Regions from separate parts of the Zea mays genome. Here all the other regions are linked to region 3. A link is a contact called in public Hi-C data. All regions are on one chromosome and are shown on one strand. Each heading gives the region's core, a stretch centred on a gene start, on an enhancer-like site or on the middle of the called end of the contact. The rest is flanking DNA. Distances are from core to core; before and after follow the strand shown. Region 1 holds the start of LOC100280217. Region 2 has its middle 72 kb from the start of LOC100280217. Region 3 holds the start of LOC100192934 (Peptidyl-prolyl cis-trans isomerase CYP95).

What was found. A called contact is a pair of places that touch in the nucleus more often than the background predicts.
Region 1: a Hi-C map of endosperm shows a contact between it and region 3, with 5 times the contacts expected there. The contact joins the promoter of LOC100280217 here to the promoter of LOC100192934 in region 3. A contact is called at or near these places in 3 of 25 Hi-C or Micro-C datasets (ear, endosperm and tassel).
Region 2: a Hi-C map of endosperm shows a contact between it and region 3, with 6 times the contacts expected there. The contact joins the enhancer-like site here to the promoter of LOC100192934 in region 3. A contact is called at or near these places in 2 of 25 Hi-C or Micro-C datasets (ear and endosperm).

The regions. Positions count from the first base shown.
Region 1 is chr5:112,890,013-112,893,281 of Zm-B73-REFERENCE-NAM-5.0, forward strand. LOC100280217 reads right to left here and starts at 1,997. Exons shown (of 11, transcript NM_001153148.1): 1 at 1,648-1,997; 2 at 1,452-1,523; 3 at 1,290-1,370; 4 at 1,007-1,177; 5 at 838-909; 6 at 639-725; 7 at 441-539; 8 at 274-357; 9 at 102-188. The coding sequence starts at 1,980.
Region 2 is chr5:112,962,904-112,965,876 of Zm-B73-REFERENCE-NAM-5.0, forward strand. No RefSeq gene overlaps it. Among protein-coding and RNA genes, the nearest start is that of LOC100280217, 72 kb to the left of the region's middle. Within about 2 kb of position 1,403, at least 20 of the 20 cell types and tissues checked have an H3K27ac peak or open chromatin away from gene starts, as enhancers often do. A contact at or near this core is called in ear and endosperm, where this site is marked.
Region 3 is chr5:113,625,047-113,628,254 of Zm-B73-REFERENCE-NAM-5.0, forward strand. It overlaps LOC100192934 (Peptidyl-prolyl cis-trans isomerase CYP95), which reads left to right and starts at 1,915. Exons shown (of 14, transcript NM_001358497.1): 1 at 1,915-2,047.

The DNA.
Region 1 (3,269 bases), core at 747-3,246, 730 kb before region 3:
AGATACTCTTTAAGAGAAACACAAATCACAAATGAACAGAAAGATAGAACAAGAAAAAATGGCAAGGAGAGGTTCTCTGGTAGATATTCATTTGAGAAAACCTGAATCATGATAGCATCGATCCACGGATATCCTGTCTGGCCATCTCTCCATGCAACAAATAGATCTTCGTTCTCGCTCCACGGAATCTAAACTAAACGGGGTTTGGATTACATCTATGCTCATGAAAAGCGCATCACTGTAAGGAGAATGGTTGGGAACAAACGGAGTCACCTGCTTGCATATTTTGTTCCCTTTCATCCGATCAAAATTAGGTGTTCCATAAGACACTGTGTAAAAGAAGTCTCGCCACAGCAACTGTTACAAAAACATGAGACATGCACTCAGAACCGAAGTAAAGAAGCCGTGTAACCAGATTGTTCCTTTATGTCCAACAGCACCTGTCCTGTCAATGAAACAGGTGGTTTTGTATGGTTTCTGACGCTCCTGTGCACATCCTGAATGCAGTGGTAAAAATATCTGGAAGACAGGCACCCAAACTGCATCATGACAGCATGACAATCCGTTTTTAACACTTTATAATCTAAATAAATTGAAGGGAAGGACAACCATCTGCATTGAGTTATTGACAAATATACCTTTAGATATGGTGACAAAACGGTTGTTGAAGGTTTCACAAAGGCAGAGGGGTCACCCTTTGGTTTCTCAAATTTGGCAACCCATTCCTACTCAAAACGGAACAAAAGAATCGATCGTCACTTTCAGATCACCAGTGGAAACAACAAAGAATAACAAACTTGATGGATTCCAGGATATTGCTATTCCGGAAGCAACAACCTTATTTTGAAGCGATTCTTTCATTCTCCTCAGAGCTTCTGTCTCTCCGCCATGGAATGGTGGAATCTCCTCCTGCGAATGGCCATCCAGCAGTTCAGAGAGACCGATCCAGACATCCAGTAGTAACTGACATACTAGTTCTTTAGACCAATTGTGACTTCACCCTTACCTGGCTGATATCGCCGTACCCAAGCTCCTCCACCGTAGGCACCGGCAACAGCTCGTATTCCCCTGTGTCTCCTAGCGGTGGGAGCTCGGAGTATTCCTCCATGGCGGGAGCTGGCGGCTCCCCAGCAATGGAGACAAAGGATTGATATGTCAAAGGCGGCCGACCACCGTTCTGCACATTGGCAAAACCAGAATCAGTTAACCACATTTTTTGGTTGTGACCATTGAGTCGTCAATTAACAGGTACTGAATACTTGTATAATAAGCATTCGAGTTTCGAACACCTTCTTTATAATTTCTTCTGGGTCGAAGAGGGTGTGGCTGACGGGCGTGAGCACCTCGATGCCGGACGCCAATGCAAAATCCTAAAAGTACCAAATACTTCATCAGGAAACATCACCCAAAACAGATACCGGCGAGTGAAGAAAAGTGATCAGCAGCCTCACCGTGACCTTCTTATCGCGGGCCAGCGCGTACGGCTCGGTATCGGACTCGAAGCACAGCTTGCCAATGTTCCACTGAACTAAAATGAACTCAGGATTTCGTCATTGTGTAGCCAACGGTTGGAAGGGCAAAGAAAAAAGAAGAAGATACTAGTAGTAGGCTTTACGTCCAGGGCGCCAGAAATGGCCGGATGCTTACGTCCTTTAGGGCCGCGCAGACAGCGTCGGCGACGTCGTCGCGGGCGCGCAGGAGGAGGAGGCGGGACCCTAGGCGGCGGAGACGAGCGTCGAGGTCGCTGAGGCTCTCGAGGAGGAAGCGGATGCGGGCGACCCCGGCGCGCGCGGAACCTGGGGACGCCGCGACGGCATCCGGGCGAAGGTAGCGCGGATCGAGCACGAACACCGGGTACAGCCGCGCGGATGCAGCGCCGGCCCCGTGTCGGCGGGCCGCGTCCAGCGCCGGGTTGTCGTGCACGCGCAGGCCCTTCCGGAACCACATCATCGCCGCCGTGGCGGCGGTTGCGGCCTCCATCGCGGGCGGGGTTACAGAGTGCGGAAGATTGGGGGATTTTGCCAGCGGTGGAGTTGGGAGTATGGAGACTGGGAGAGATGGTGCGGGCCATTGATGGGGAATTGGACGGCGCAGGTTTGAACAAGGGAGCAGTAACCGTAGCGAGTGGCGCGGGAAGTGGCCACGTCAGTTACCTTTTGGCCGTTCTTGCCCGGATACACAGGATCCTATGCGGATTGTCAAATGCGGACGAGCAGCTGCGGAGGGGAGATGACGCAGATTCGCTGATTCGGTACGCGCGCTCGCCATATCATGATTTTGTCGCAGGTACTCTGCAGATCCGCGTGCCACCGTCCACCGATGGTTCGCTATTGCTGGAAATGTGAGATGAGTAGCTGTGTTAAAAGTTGTTTCCAACCTATTTTGTATTAAATATCTCTTTCTCTCCCCTACTCCCCTACCATCTGCCCCTTTCTCGTGGATCAGATGTGCTAAAGTTTAGTACTTTATTCAAATAACCCTCAAATGTTAAAGTTAAATAAAAGTTTAGTATATGCTAAATTTTAATATGTGCTAAACTTTAGCACTAGATAAATAAGTAGACCCATAGTAGGAGGGTGCTGAACAATTTTTTTGATTTTAAGACAATCCTAACATTTTAGACAGGCCATCAGTTATGGTTTTGGTTTTGTATTCGTCTTTATATTGTGTTGGGACTAGTTAGATGACCATATGTTGCTACGAATTCTTACATCTCTAAAGTAGACCTTGTTTAAATGAAATAGATATGTGCCGATCACATGTTTTCGATGCTATATGACATCAAAAACAAGACAACACAAGTTAAAAGATTGCAACATTCTCCCTTTAATTACCCCTTCTCCGAATGTTAATTTAAGGGAGAAGATATAAGATATGAATGAATACATAGCAATAAGCATAAGAAAGAAGTAGCAAGGAGTAAAACACGTTACTTGTCTCCATGCCTTAGAACTCATTGAAAGCTCTCTTGTAGGTTTTGATGGTTTGGATGACAACCTAATTAAAGGACTAATATGTGTGTTAAGTGTTGCACAGGTGCTTAATGCAAAGCTCACAGGGTTTAACACAAGTGAACAAGTGTGATGGTCCAAAGACTGGAATGTCTATGGATAATGGACGTCACAAGTAAGATGGACATTGCTTAAGTGAGAGTCGGTGTGCGTAACTCAGAGACAACTGATCAAGCTAAGAATGGACACAAGAAGAGCTTCGAGGTGCCGAGTGCATGGAGAGAAGGTCAAAGAGGCCGAGGAACCTAAAGCCATGGG
Region 2 (2,973 bases), core at 153-2,652, 660 kb before region 3:
GCTCCATGTTCCAATTAAAAATAATGATCTCGACATGAACATAAATAAAATAATAGTATAATTGGAACATGAAGATAATGTAATATTAAACCCAAAACCACATAGAGCAATAGCAAAACTACCCAAATGATTCAGGGGTGAACAAGGTAAAAGATAAGCAGACTAGGGTGACCTATTGGGTCCCATCAAAATTAAACCTATGCCTGAATAAATGATTATAGAGAACATTAATGGGTAAATAAAAGTGATCAAGGGCACAACTTGCCTGGGACTTGAGATTCCAGGTTCTAGGATGGTCTTCAGATTCTCGTGACCTCACTACTAGTCGTAGCATTATAAACAAACATGGTATAAACAAAATTAACATCACACCAAACATAATAACAAACTACATAATAATAATCTATGCGCTGCTACGAGATCGTGGGTTTGGGAATTACCAAAAACGGAGTTACGATTATAAAGTTATGATTTTCTAAGGATTTATGTGATTAAACCGGAAAACTAGGTTTTATGTTGATTATTATGAACTATGTGGGAAAGATATCCCAATAACTAATTTCAACCTTAATTTAAGTTATGACTTAATTATAAATCTTGTTTTAGTCATCTTATAATTATAGACAGATTAACTTTGATTAAAAGGGGTAAATCTACTAACATAGGTTAAACAAATATCTAACTATAAAATTATGCAATAGGTATCATTAATACTGTTACTGCATAATAAATATTCATATGAAGCTAGCGCAACTTGAACGGATTGAAATAGAGTTAAAATAAATTAGTTATGATTTTCTGGAGTTATTTGGTACCTACAATAAAGTAATTCAAGTGAATAATGTTATTTTAAGTTTCATGGCTAAACAAAGGTACTAGATGATGAACAATATTAAAACAAAATTATTGCAACTGGAATGGATCAATTTGGAGCTAAATTCATCAAGTTATGAATTTCCTAAGTTTGGGACGTTATATTGCATTAAAAAGATTTTTGTATTTAATTTAATAGATTTCTGAGTTACTTGGACTGCGGCCACAATTATAGAAAAGTTCAGGGGTCTAAATCAAAGAAATCAGGGCCTTTCTGTAACTACTTAACACAAAGTGTGGATGGCGGGTTCATTTTCAAATTACCGAGGGGATCATATGCTAAAACGTCTGGGTGAAGGGGTACGAGTCTTTCTGAGCTGTTGGATCCGAAACACGCGGCCCAGATTAAATCTTCACTTTATCGAACAGGTACGCGCCCAGAGCCGCCCGATCTAGATCCGATGGCTCCGAGTTTAAAGTGTCGCGGTCAATTCTAACGCGTGAGATCTCGATCCAATGACACGGCCTCATTTGAACCCATCTGGTATCACTTTTTGATCTTACCCGCTCATCACAAAATCAACGGCCAGATCACTACTCTGAACCGATCAAATCGAAGTCGTCCAGATAGGATCGGGTGGCCCGCACGTGCCTGCCTCCCCGGCCGACCGGACGAACGGCGGCACACAAGTTTCCCACGGTGGCGCCATGGCCGCGATTTCCCCCAACAAGCTAGAGCCCAAAACTTTGATTCACTAGACGCATTATGTGAAGGAGCCGATGAGGAATTAGTAGGTCGTGATCTCACCGGAAATCGCAACAAGGAGTTCACAGGTCCCGGCGCATGGTGGCCCTACAACAGCGGCGGGGAAAATCCACAGTGTCCGAACGCTCCTCCAAAATCCGATGTCATGGCGAGATCCCACAAGCTTCGGCGAAGCCCCCGAGCAACTCGCAGGGGTTGGAACACCAGCCTAGGCCTGGGACAGTGATGGCGGCTTCTCTCCCTTTCTCTCTCCCCTCTGCTTGATTGATGAAGCTCTGCTCCACCCGATGGCTTCGGTGCTTCCTCAATGGTCAAGGGGGGTCAACCTATATACCCCAGAGGCGCAAGCAACTAGGTCCGTTCGATTCGACCTCAAACAAACTCTCCACTTCCTACGTGCGGCGCGGCGAGATCCGGGGAAGAAGCTTCTGCCCACCGGGCCCACACGCAAGTGATGGCAAGGAGACGTAGTCGTGCGGGGAGGCTGCCAAAGTGGGCCCGATCTAGGAGATTTCGTCCCAGCATGTTTGGGTGAGTTTCTTTTCTTTTTTTCTGATTTATTTTTCCTATTTCACTTTTAAATCAACGTCAAGTTTGAATTTCAAACTCTTTAGAATATGCAGTAAAAATCTAGTATGAGATAACTCTCTCAGTTACCCTTTTATCATTATTATGAGTATTAACTGGCTTGCAAAAAGGTTAGTTCATTTAATCCAATTAGTATATATTTTTTATACACCTGGCTAGTAGGATCTAAACTCTTCTACCAGTATCACTAATCCGTTTAAAATAGATCACATTAGATTAGATCACATTAGATTCTATAATCCTATTTAAGAATATCATTTAGTTAAGCATATCAAGCTGACTTTATCTTTATGAAGTTCTAGTATCTTTTTTCTAAGTGGAACTTCCAATTAGTATATATTTTTTATACACCTAAAATTTTCATGCCATTAGCAGGTGTAGCATAGAAAACAAGGGTACATCAGGTTTTAGCTATTAGGTGAGTGTAGAGAAGATTTGGGGGTAAGAGAAAGTTAGGTAAGGGAGACTTTTATTCCGGGTGGTGGATCTTGATTCACCTGAAGATCTGTTTCTACTCATATCCTTCATTGTCGAGGTTAACCTTCTTCTTGGGTCTGATTTAGGGACCATCGGTCATGGTGTTAGATGCCATTATCTGAGTTGGAATAACAATTGTGGGTACATGGAGTAGGTAGGTTAAATAGAGTTTTACTTTGCTTTTGGGATAAATGGGTTGGGCAACCTATAACATAGGCTAGGTCGTGGTTTCACGGACAAGTTGGTCTAAGACACCAATTTAAGTCTAAAACCCATTTATAGGAATATGGTCTAATCTATGTTACCAATATTAACTAACTTGTTTAAGT
Region 3 (3,208 bases), core at 665-3,164:
GATGGAATTATGTCATTTTATAATCTTTGTTCATCCAGTCAGTCGTTGTGAACTATTTTCTAATCGCTCACTTTATTGGTCGTGTTGTACCAAGACATATTGCATGAGTAAACAATAACATCAGTTAGCTAAATCAAAAAATATTATACGGATAGCGGAGACAATCAATAAAAAATATTGAATTTTTTGGTGGATATTTTACGTGGGTATTGTTGTAAGCCGTCGCAACGCACGGGCAACCGACTAGTATACTTGGGCTGTAGCAACCGACTAGTATACTAGCCGACAAGCTGGTCCGTCATAGTCTGCTCCATATATAGGCGTGCAACGAATTAATTTAAAATAAATGTGAGGGGTTATTTGTAAAAAGATGACGCGTGACGACCGTTGAAACTGGTGCTTTAAGTATAGTACTAGTCGGTTGCCCGTGCGTTGCGACGGCTTACAATAATACCCATGTAAACTATCCATAAAAAAATTGAAGATTTTTTATTGATTGCCTCCGCTCTCTGTATAATATTTTTTTGATTTGGCTAATTGATGTTATTGTTTACTCCATGTAATATGTCTTGGTACAACACGACCAATGAAGTGAGTGATTAGAAAGAGTTCACAATGACTGATGAATGAACAGAGATTATAAAATGACATAATTCCATCATACAGAGACCAAATAAGACAAAATTTGTGAGCTCAAGTTTCTAAAATAAGTCTCATGAAGTCAAACTTATAAAAAAGATAGATCAAAATATGGAGTGATTGCTAAAGTCAGGCATCAATAAAAACTGGATGCACTCCATATAAATTATGCTACTTCGTAGCAATTACTAACGTTTAAAACCAACAATAACATTTTATTTTGTTGTTAGTGTGATAAATCATTGTTGCTCCATCCAATTCAGCAACCTCAAACACCATGTAGTCCATTGCGCCAATGTGGTCTCAGAAACAACCTAATGTTTGCAAGAGCCAAGAACGTCGTGCCGTGCTTGGGCTGTAGCCACAGCCCGTAGTGCTGGCCCGACCCAACACCATTATTTTTTTATTTTACAAAAAAAGTATATACCTATATACAATTTATATTCAATATTAAAAACATCTTAGCATGATGTTCTACTGGTTAGACAGCTTCACCCAGTGTTTCTCGTCCTTTTTCCATCAGGACTTGGGTTCGAACCCCACCTCCTGCATCGTTTTTGTTTTTTAACATTTTACGTTGATTTAATTAAATGGATCGACGGGCTAACGAGCTGGCTCGACACAGTTAGCAGGCCGGCATGACGTGCCCGGGCCATAATTGCGTCTAGCTCGTGCCGGACGCCGTTTAGCCATCTATATAAACGTGCAGCTGATTAATTTGAAATAGCTGTGAGAGATTATTTGTAAGAAGATGACGTATGACGACCGTTAAAACTGGTGCTTTAAGTATAGATAAGATATAAGACTTGTATGCTGTGTTTGGGAGGGATGAATCGTTCTAAAAATAGTCTATTAATTCTCTCCCAACCTGCGAGGTCTCTAGTTCAAGTCCTAGTCAGATTAGATGAATAGTAATATTAATTTCTCAAAAAGAAATCCCTGTATAAGTCGGTGCGCGGGGCGGAATTTTCGCGGCCGTGTGACATGTGGAAACAAAAATCCATGGCGCCCCGATAGATCTCCCATCCTGGTCCCTGGGCCCACGTCGCCCGACCGTTTACTGCCACCGCCTCCAGAGGCCCATGCCTCTCAGGCCCACGTGCATCTAGGACTAGCATTCAACGTTCCATGTATCGGGGGGCTCGGGCAGAACTGTACTTGGCCCGTCTCAGGGCTCGCAGAACAGGGAGCGTAGGGTAATACTTTGCGTGGCGGCCGCTGCGCTCCTCCCCTCCACCCTCCTATCCCCCCACCTCACTCCGCTTGTGCGGCCGCGTGGTGGTGCCTCCCGCGGCGCTGCGGCTGCTCTCCGATCCCGAGCGAGCACATATCCTCGCCACCTTATCACGAGGCCCTCGCACCGCGCCGACGCGATCAGCGCGTCGAGCCACCGGAGTCTCCCCTTGCGGTTCGTGTTCTCTCTCTCTACCCGCTCTGCTCCCCTATACCTCGTCGTCGCGGGATCGAGCGCCGCGGGGATGGCTTGCGCGTTTCGATCTGTGTGACCAGATCGTTTCATGCGCGTTTGGGCTCTCAGGTTTGGATGGGAAGGACCAGGAGGAGATTCTAGGGTTGTGGACTGTGTTTGCGGTAGGGTTTTGTGGGTTTGTAGGGTGTCTTCAGGTTTGCGGTTTGGTGCATGGATCCTGATCTGGGGCCGGGATTGTTTGCCTAGATTCCTGTCGTTGCACTTGGATGCTGCTCTGCCTGATTACTGATTACTCAAGTGAGTGTTGGCTGGCGCCGTGTGTTGTAGACAACAGTGGTCTCGGAGTCAGTAGGGGGCTGGCAGGGGGCATGCCGAATGAATGACCCTCATGATCCATTTTTTTCGTTGAAACCTTTGAGATCAACAAGAACTTTAGTGCATGGTTTATATTTGGTTAGTAGAATAACTTAGTTAGGCCCCAAAGTCATATAATCCTAGCTCCATCATGGGCAGTGGAGCAGATGTACAAAGCTTGAAGAGGCATAAAGACATTGTTATTAACTAGCAAACATGCCCATGCCCTGCAACAGGACGTACATCTTATGCATTTGCTACAATACATTTTGGAATCAGACTATGTACTGTTGCTGGACGCTTGCTATTCTAACTCGTATGATCAGAGGTTTTGAGTTTGGGTCACAGATGAGATAGTAAACCAATTAGGACTCTAGTCTTTAATTTATCCCATATTACTACTTTTAGTAAAACAGGCGAGGACTCTGCTTGTGGGAGTGTAGGGACAGACTGACCAATAGAGTGATGTACCAAAATTTGGAGGAAGAAATTTCTACTCTTTAATATTATAATAGTATATAGATATAGATATATAGGTGAAGATTTATTATTATTAAGTGATTTGCAACAAGGGCAGGGACTTCCAGATGAATGTTTTTGGGTGTTCTTTGTTGTCTTGCCTCCTTGTTGCTTGTTTGCAATGGGTATTTATTGTAAAAGCTGGTTTTTGCTAGTAGAATTGGGTATTATGCTTGTTGCATCTGCACATTCTCTACTCCATGCTTGTGACGTTCTTTTAGAAGGCTGCAAAAGAAATGGCTTTTATGTGTTGTGAGTAGTAGAAGT